Regions from separate parts of the Hordeum vulgare genome. Here region 1 is linked to region 2. Evidence: chromatin contacts called from public Hi-C data. All regions are on one chromosome and are shown on one strand. Each heading gives the region's core, a stretch centred on a gene start, on an enhancer-like site or on the middle of the called end of the contact. The rest is flanking DNA. Distances are from core to core; before and after follow the strand shown. Region 1 has its middle 73 kb from the start of LOC123397555. Region 2 holds the start of LOC123399963 (UDP-glucosyltransferase UGT13248-like).

What was found. Hi-C and Micro-C count contacts between places; a contact is called where the count stands out from the background.
Region 1: a Hi-C map of seedling shows a contact between it and region 2, with 4 times the contacts expected there. The contact joins the enhancer-like site here to the promoter of LOC123399963 in region 2. A contact is called at or near these places in 2 of 6 Hi-C or Micro-C datasets (leaf and seedling).

The regions. Positions count from the first base shown.
Region 1 is chr5H:494,222,796-494,227,523 of MorexV3_pseudomolecules_assembly, reverse strand. No RefSeq gene overlaps it. Among protein-coding and RNA genes, the nearest start is that of LOC123397555, 73 kb to the left of the region's middle. Within about 2 kb of position 2,298, at least 3 of the 3 cell types and tissues checked have open chromatin away from gene starts, as enhancers often do. A contact at or near this core is called in leaf and seedling, where this site is marked.
Region 2 is chr5H:493,563,065-493,567,828 of MorexV3_pseudomolecules_assembly, reverse strand. LOC123399963 (UDP-glucosyltransferase UGT13248-like) reads left to right here and starts at 1,416. Exons shown (of 2, transcript XM_045094353.1): 1 at 1,416-2,241; 2 at 2,491-3,367. The coding sequence starts at 1,552. The coding sequence ends at 3,231.

The DNA.
Region 1 (4,728 bases), core at 1,049-3,548, 660 kb before region 2:
GCTGGTGAAGATGTTGATGAAGATTGATCCTCCCATGAAGGAGGAAGCGTTGATGATGACGATGGATTGGACCCCCCCCCCCCCGAAGGGAAGATTCCCGTGGGATTCTTTCTTCCGGAGAGCAAAAGGTCCTCTGCCCAGGTTTTCACCTCGAGACTCGGCGCTTCATCTCGAAAGATAACTTATGATTTTTTCTAGGAGAAAACACACCATATAGGAGAAGATGGTCGCTAGAGGGTGAGTAGGGGGCCCACAGGCCATCAGGGTGCGACTTGGGGGCGCCTTGTTGGCTTCTAGTGAGCAGGTGGTCCCTTTGTGGTATATTTTTGCCTAGAAATTCTTAAATATTCCAGAAAAATTCTCCATAAAGTTTCAGGTCGTTTGGAGCAAGTTGATTTTTCTTCCATTTCTCGGTTTCCGAGTTCAGAATTCCAGTTTTCATATATTTCCCTCTGAGTGATGTACCTTGCATATTCAGAGAGAAAGAACATAAGAACTGTAAGATAATAAGAGATAATGGGCAAGATTAACACAAATGTCAATAGTAATTCATGATGAAAAATGGACCTATCAATCATCCACACCATCAACACCATCTTCCATCAACTGCCCGTCCACATCTTCACATGAATCTCAGTTATCATCAGCACGCAAATTAGATTCACCCCTCTCCGCCTTATCTCTATCATCTACCTGAATGCCAATAAATTTGCCATCTGGGTGTTGGACATTGATGTAGTGAATAAATATGTAGGGTCACGTAATTCTACTGAATTTCAATCAATGGAAGCAACCCTTGCAGCAACGTACCCCCTATTTGTCGGCGCCGGCTCCATCCTGTTCAGCCCACCCACTCCCCCACACAATCTAGACTCCAAATCCACCAAAAAACTGAGGTGACACAGTCATGTCTAAATCAACTATGAGTAGGGTTTTGAATTCACTCACCTCATCTACGTCGCAACCGATAGCTCCATAACCCACAACCCGCCGCCCGGAATGAAGAGGGGATCAGGTTGGCTTCAGTTCGGCATGGGGCACGTGTCAGTTGATGCAATGCCAAATTAAGTTGGACCAACCTACCTTAACATAAGCTCATTCTATTGACGAGCGTTTTGTCGCTGAGTCAGACCTTGGTTATTTCAGCGTTAGTACGTCGCACAATAACTTTTTATATTACAACTATGCTGCTAGCCTTCCATTACGCATTTAAAAACATCGTTCAGAGGTAAGTTGCCGCTCCTAATAGGATATCAAGCTGGCCCACTAGTCACAAGGTAACAGTCAAAGACCTGGCCCACTAGTCACAAGGTAACAGTCAAAAACCTTGACCAGACGATGGTGCTCTGGTTAGCGTTTTGTGAGCGGGTGGTGGAGGGGGGAGGGCAAAAATGAGCAAACTAGTTGGCTTGGACAAAACACAGCATAACTAAAGAAAGAGAGGCACGGAAATAAAGATCCCAAAAAAATGTGAAAAATAGTATCTTATGTTTTTTTTTGGGTAGGCGGGTTGTAGCCTAGGCTAATGAAGTATCCAAATCAAGCGAGGAAAACTAATGTCGCGCAATGAATACTACAAATTTACTCAAAAATTGATTTTGTAAAGCAATTTTACCGTATACAATAAATCTTTCCGCTATAGGAAGGAATATACAACGCACACTCAAACATTCATCTTTTTTTGTAGTTTCTGCCGATCAGATCATGTACTCCTAAGCACACAAACGAATTTATTAAAACATAAGCCGTAGACTAAGTAATGAATACAAGATGCGGGAGTAATCTAACCATTTCCCTTACCTCTTTGCGCCTCGTGTAGCCTATGCGGCCGGCGGACCGTACGTCCAAGCCGTGGACCGCTCCCTTCTGCAATTCTAGACTTACATTAGAAGCTTCACGTTGATGATTGAGAACTGCCCTAGACGAAGGCAGCAGACGACCAGGCACGAGGCGTCAATCGTACCAGCAGACGGTACAAGTCACAATGACGACCTGACCTACAAGTGCGTGCGTCCTTGACCAGGCCTGCTAGCCTCTTTATCTTTTACATGGGATCTGCATTTTCTTTTGCTAAAATCATGGGTTTGTCTACTAGAAGAAGTCTAAATCAACCCTTAAACTTGTATATGAAAGCTAAATCGATTCCTGAATTTCTAATCCCTGAAATAAACTTGGGAATGGTCAGCCCGGCCACAAAATCCAGGCCGGACTTTATGTTCGGGTCAAGTTCGGGCTTGGAAACTAGGCCCGGTCTGTGTTTTGAGCCGGGCTCGGGCTTAGAAAAATTGCAATTTTGCACGGAGGCCTAGCCCAATTCAATCCGAAATTCATTTTTTTAGTCCATTCAAGCTGGACTCAGGCCTTAATATTTAATTTTTTAGCTTGGTTGGGTCGGGCTCGGATTTGGAATTTTCAGTTCAGTCTTTCTAAAGCCCGACCAGGGGTATGCCCAGGTTTACCCAGAAATATGGCACAATAAACTCTTCGATCCTGCGTGTTTTTTTCACAGCGACTTGCAAAGTCCAAAAAAAGCAGAGGGTACCGTTAATCGAACTTGCGACCTTGACGGTGCAAAACTAGTCTAGCTAGGCACCCCACGTGATGGCTATAAGAGGTAACAAAGATGAACAATTATGTTTAATATATTGCAGCGTCGAGATTTGGAAACATTTCTGATTTTTTCTGAAACATTTTCTTGAAATTTTCATCATTTTTTGGTTTATTATAATTACCAGCTTTTTTAAACACAAACAAATTATGAAAACGTGAACCATGTTTTAAATCACCAAACATTTTTGAAAGTGCAAACACTTTTTGAAAAAAACAGCGAAACCTGAACAAAATTTTAAAGTGCAGACAATTTTGAAACCTGAAAAATATTCCAAAATACATTCCCATCTTTAAAAATTCTTTGCACTTTAAAATTTTGTTCAGGGTTCAAAAATTGTTCGTGCTTCCAATATTTTGTTCGGACTTTAAAATTTTGTTCGGGTTTCATAAATTGTTCGTGCTTTAAAATTTTGTAATTATTTTTATAAAAATGTTCATGTTCAAAATTTGATCTTGTTTTGGAAACATATTCCACAAAAAATAATGTTTTACATAAAATGTTTGGAATTTTGCAAAATTCTTTTTTCCTTTCAGGAATATTTGGATTTAAAAATTGTTCATAATTTTCATAAAAAACAAAAATGTTTTCAAATCTTGATGTTGTGGTAGGTGGTTAAATGTTTTCGTGCTTCTCATATAACTCTAAATGTCATCAGTTAGCGTGGCAGCATGAGTTCTGAAGCACCACTCCCTTGAGTCTCAGCTTTTTTGGGTAAATTTTCAAATCGAGCTTCACCAAAAGGAAACACACGATTCGCATCTGGTGGGCCAGCCCGGTCGCATGCCAGACCTGCCATGTAGACATCCCCTTTGAGGACACAGTAAAGGTTCAGAATAGACTAGGATCAGAGTGTTCAGTGTGCTGATTTCTGGGATTAAAAGTTTAGAATTCGACTTAGCTTATGTCTACAGGTACAAGGTTTGTTTTGCACCTTTTCTTTGTCTGCTACAAAAATCTGATGTACATGGGCTGCGGACGTGGGTCTTCACGTTAGGTTACCGTGAGAGTCTGGCTTAATAAGAATGATAGACTACTCATATTAAAAAGGTAATCCTTCTTTTTTGGAAACTCATTCAAAATAACTCCAAAGTTAAGCTGTCTTGGCTTGGAATGATTCTAAGATGAATGAGTGACCGAGAAATTGATTCAGGGTGCGCACAAGTGAGGAAAAGTATGCAAAAAAGATTGATGTTGGTTTGTGGGGTCATTCTAGATCTCGCAAGACGTAACAGGGCGTTACAATTGGTATCAAAGCCAACCCTTGGGGTTACACGGACATACCTGGGTTAGGTGCGCGGTCATGTGACGTATGGCGCGTGTGGCCCGTTATGGCACATCACATGGCACATGTATCGAACTGGACAAGCATACGTGTGCCAAGAGGGAATGTTTCTGATGGGCGGAAGAGGACGTTAGTTCCTTTGAGTGGGGTTGTACGTGAGAGTCTAGCTTAATAAGGAAGATATACTACTCATATCAACAAGGAATTTCTTCTTTTTCGGAAGCTCGTTTGAAAAGAACTCCAAATTAAAACGTGCTTGGATTGAAGTAATTTCAGGATGAAAGACCAACCGAGAATAGATCCAGGGTGCGCACGAATGAGGACAAAGTGTGCAGATAAAGCTAAGGAGCTGAGTTGAAACAGTCACAGAGTATGCCTAATTAGGCAGAATCTGATTGCTAATAAAGAGGAATCAACATCGTTAGGAGGGTGTATCCCCCCTTGAATTCGTCAATGGGTGTAGGAGCACCTGATATGCAAAGACTAATTTAGTAACTCAATAAAAAAGTTCAAAAAATGGAAATTTTCTAAAAAGATACGTGACCAAATGTTGTACCCGTATACAAAGTTTTGTGAAAGAATACCTTCCACTGTATTGTGGACGATGAAAACCACAATCAACATTATATACAAGTTAATGTTCATTAGTTTTTTACTCCCTCAGTTTCTTATTGGTATGTATATAAAACTTGTTCAAAATCAAACTGTGTAAGGTTTCACCAAATTTATTAGAAAAATATGAACATCTATAATACTAAAGCTATGTGGTATAAAAATTCATTTCATGATACATACAATAATAGTGATTTCATATTGTGAATGTTGATATTTTTTC
Region 2 (4,764 bases), core at 167-2,666:
GTTTGTCTAGACGTGCAACGCCACTTACTAGTGAAAATTAATTAATAAGCACAAGAGTAATAGTCCTGTGTGTAAAATTTGTATTTGAACCCTTTCAAGTTATCTACAATGATCTTTGAAGATTTTGGTATTGAATGGCTACAAAACCTTTCAGATTGCTTTTATTGGTGCATACAGATTTCTACTATGGAGAGAGTTTTTTCCCCTTGGTATGTGCATCATGAAATAATATTGTTTCTGCTCAAACTCAAGTGAAAAATATGGAAGATAACCATGCATTAGAGCCAATGACCTAAGCTATACCAGGCATATGTCGGACCGGGCCAGTCTGAAAAAAGCCAAGTGCTAAAAACCCAGGCTCGAGCCTAGTCGGGCCTAACAAATCTGGCCCGAGCCCAAAAAGCCCGACCCAGCCCGACTACGACTAAAATCATGTTTTTCATAAGCCCGAGCCCGACCTGGCCGTCGGGCTCTATTTTTAGGCCCGAGCCTCGCCCGGCCCAGAATTTTTGGGTCAGGCCATCAGGGCCGGGCTGTCCATGGCCAACTCTAAGCATTCTTGCGCTGACCAATGAAGGCGGTACTGCAAGGGTTTTGGTAAAGTTATTTTGTTTGCCAATCTGCAAGGGTTTTCAATATTTGCACTTTTTGGGTGCTATTGCACTCTTTTTTTAAGGCAAGTTGCACCTTTTTTGTACGCCCTCCGTCTCAAAATTCTTGTCTTAAGCTTGTCTAAAAATGAATGTATCAAAATACTAAAACATAACTAGATACATTCATATCTAAACAAATCTAAGACAAGAATTTTAGAACAGAGGGAGTACTTCTTTGTTTTTTTGACGTGGGGAGTACTTCTTTGTTGCTACAATTACATTTGTTTTCTATTTTCAGCCGGCCAACTTAACTCTTCAGCCAATTGCACAAGGCACAAGCCATGAAATGGGCAGAATATGTTAGCCCAACGAAGGCGGTACAATTGCCCATGGAGATGGGCCGTTGGAGCGGGCCAGCTGGGCCAGGTAACCTTTTCCAAGAAAAAAATAGAAGGCCCAGGTCAGTGCTACTACCGGCACGGGATCTTTTCTGCTCCAGTTCGCCACGGCCCCTGCAGGCTCGGCGGTCAGCGCAGCAGCGCACCCCCACCGCTCAAGTTGAGGCAACCAATCGCCGGCCGGCAGGCGTCGCCACAGAAGCAACCGCGCGCGGGCAAAAGAATACTCCACCACGCGCACCCCGCCGACGACCCGCCGATGCCGACGTGCTTCACCATCAGCAGTGTCGTGCAGCCAGATGCTACTGTATAATATTACTCTACATCCCGCGTCACGCTCGCCGTTTGTCGATCCATATGCATACGCCAGCGCATTTGCCTCCTCCCGCGTCGTGCCACTCATATACTACGTACTAGGATCACATATACATATACCTTATCGAGTTGTAGTAGTAGTACTACATAGCTACTCCTGTCTTCTTCTAACTTCTTAGCCTCCGATAAGGTAGACGGCTACGTGCAACGCGCAGCTAGCTTGGTCAAGTAAGCAGCAAGTAGCCATGGCTTCTCACGGCGAGGACGCGCAGGAAGTCGTCACCGGCACCGACGGGGGCCACGTGCTGCTGCTGCCGTACCCAAGCCAGGGCCACGTCCACCCGATGCTGCAGTTCGCCAAGCGCCTCGCGCACCACGGCGTGCGCCCCACGCTCGCCGTCTCCCGCTACATCCTCGCCACCTGCAAGCCCGACGCCGCCGCGGTCGGCGCCGTCCGCCTGGCCGCCGTCTCCGACGGCTGCGACGCGGGCGGGTTCGGCCAGTGCAACGACGTCACGGCCTACCTGGGGTTCCTGGAGGCCGCCGGGTCGGAGACGCTGGCGGAGCTGCTTCGCGCCGAGGCCGCGGAGGGGCGCCCCGTCCGGGCGGTGGTCTACGACGCGTTCCTGCCGTGGGCGCGCGGCGTGGCGCAGCGGCACGGCGCCGCCGCCGTCGCCTTCTTCACCCAGCCGTGCGCCGTCAACGTGGTGTACGGCCACGTGTGGTGCGAGCGGGTCGGCGTGCCCGTGGAGGCTGGATCCACCGTCGTCGGCCTACCCGGGCTGCCGGCCCTCGAGCCGGAGGGCTTGCCGTGGTTCCTCAAGGTCGGGCCCGGTCCCTACCCGGGCTACTTCGAGATGGTGATGAGCCAGTTCAAGGGGCTGGAGCTGGCCGACGACGTGCTCGTCAACTCTTTCTACGAGCTCGAGCCCGAGGTGAGCTCTCAACTCCATCAATCTCTATCTCTATATCTTTAGCTAGCTAATGCAACACAAGTTTAGATCGAGAAAAACAAATCTTGCACTGTTCCACTCAAACATTTTTCTTTCCAATAGAAGTAGAGCACATTCGTCCTATTTTAGTACGAAAATAGAGTTGACGTGGATGGATGCTCGAATAATTTTCTGCCGAGGAGGAGAGGAAGAGGAGTACTGACAGTAACGTGCAACTGATTGGGGGTGCAGGAGGCGGCGTACATGGCGTCGGCGTGGCGCGCCAAGACGATCGGGCCGACGGTGCCGGCGTCCTACGTCGGCGACGACCGCATGCCGTCGGACACCAAGTACGGCTTCCACCTCTTCGAGCTCACGGCCGCGCCGTGCGTGTCCTGGCTGTCAGCCCACCCGGCGAGCTCCGTGGTGTTCGCCTCCTTCGGGAGCCTCTCCAACCTGGACCCGGCGGAGATGCGCGAGGTGGCGCACGGCCTCCTGGACGCCGGCCGCCCGTTCCTCTGGGCCGTGCGCGAGTCGGAGTCGCACAAGCTGCCCGCCGGCTACGGCGACGCCGTCGCGGCGAGCGGCGGGATGGTGGTGTCGTGGTGCCCGCAGCTGGAGGTGCTGGCGCACCCGGCCGTGGGGTGCTTCCTGACGCACTGCGGCTGGAACTCGACGTCGGAGGCGCTGGTGGCCGGCGTGCCCATGGTGGCGCTGCCGCAGTGGACGGACCAGCCGATGAACGCCAAGTACGTGGAGGCCGTGTGGCGGGCGGGTGTGCGCGTGCGCCCCGCGGCCCAGGACGGGCTCGCGCGGAGGGGGGAGGTGTCCGGCGGGATCGAGGCGGTGATGGCCGGCGAGCGGAGCGGCGAGTTCAGGAGGAACGCCGCCGCGTGGGCGGAGAAGGCACGGGCGGCCAGCAGGGCGGGCGGCAGCTCCGACCGGAACATCGCCGAGTTCGTCGCCAAGTACGGCGGCTCCAACTCCAAGTGATGGGTGATCAGTTGGCTGGAAACTGGAGCCATGGACATGGATTGAACTGTTCCCGCAATTGCACAGAGCATCGCGCGTTGCGTGGACATTTGGACACTGGTTTGATGATGAAATAAATGGTCGATATGTATGGTGACGGCTGCTGTTGCGTTCTTCTATTCTTTGCAGCGAATGGGACGAAGAAGTTTGGATGATCAGTTGATCACACATGAGAATGAGAGGAGATGGCAGAAGATGAATAAAACTACACCTGCGAAAGGTTCTACGAAAACCTACGTAAATCCCTCCCTGCATTAACTAAAATAAAATGTCCACCCTAAAAAAATCCTACGTAAACATTCCATCCCTAACTAATCAGCCCTCCTGATTAATGCTAGACTTACGAATAAGCTCTATAAAATCTTACGTGCTTTCCTTAAACTACTTCAAGAACTACTTCAAGTCTCCCCCTTGATTGGGGGTCAGTGTGGACGTGACTAGCGGTCTTTTGACCCGGTTCGCGGCCTGTTATGGACCGGACTGCACGGACCCGACTCAGTGAATAACATGGCCGGTCCGGTGTGCGAAAAACAGACCAAAATTTGATCGGTCCGGTCTAAGCTCGATCCGACTCGAAGGACCGAAGGCCCACCCTAATTAAAGCTACTCAGAAGACCCAGCCCAATTATAATGATATAGATCGTGACCTAGCCCACTCCTTCGATTCACTTCTTCTCCCGACAGCGCTGTCACCCAGCAAAACCACGTTGCTGCATCCTTCCTCCCCTCCAGCCACCTTCGTCTGCGACTCGTCCAACGACCAGCGCCGCCCCTATCCCTCTAGCCCCCTTCCTCTCCTTCCCTCGCGCCGGCTCGAGCACTCCTTCGGTCCCCTCAGCTCTGCCAGCCGCCCGTGCCCCAACCTTTATCGATTCGCGCCGTGCGTTCCTTGGCCCCGACCGTGTCGCCACCCGATGAGGCCCTGCCTTCGTGCAGCATCACCGTCGATGCTGCATGCCTCTTGCCTTTCTGCCATGGTCATTGCACATCAGGTGCTTCTTGCCGTCTTCGGCCACCGCGCTGCTGTTCCGACCACCGCTCTGACACCTTGGGGCCCACATACTAGTCGTTGGATGTCGTCGGACCGTGAGGACCGCCGGTCCACACCGAGCTTTATGTTTGTCAGTCCGGTCCCCGAAATCATGACAGCCGCACTGCTCTGTTTGGTCCGGACCGGACAGCCGGCGACCGGTCCAAAGACGGATTGGACCGGGACCGGACCGGCCTGGATCGTGTCTACCCTGAATTGGATGTGGGCCTCAACCTCCCGTTAGTCCAATCAAACGTGGCCAAGTCAGACTAACCCATAAGCATACGTAAATTTTTACGTGAATGTAGCATGTCTCAGCTATACCTGGCCATCTCCGGCCCGCCCGAAAATCCAGGGCCCTAGTCCGATGGTCTTGCCCGTGGGTCGGGCTTGGGCTTGAGTATTGAACCCGCCAACAGGGTCGGGCTGGGTTTGGGCTTGGCATATTAAGATTTTAAGGAAGA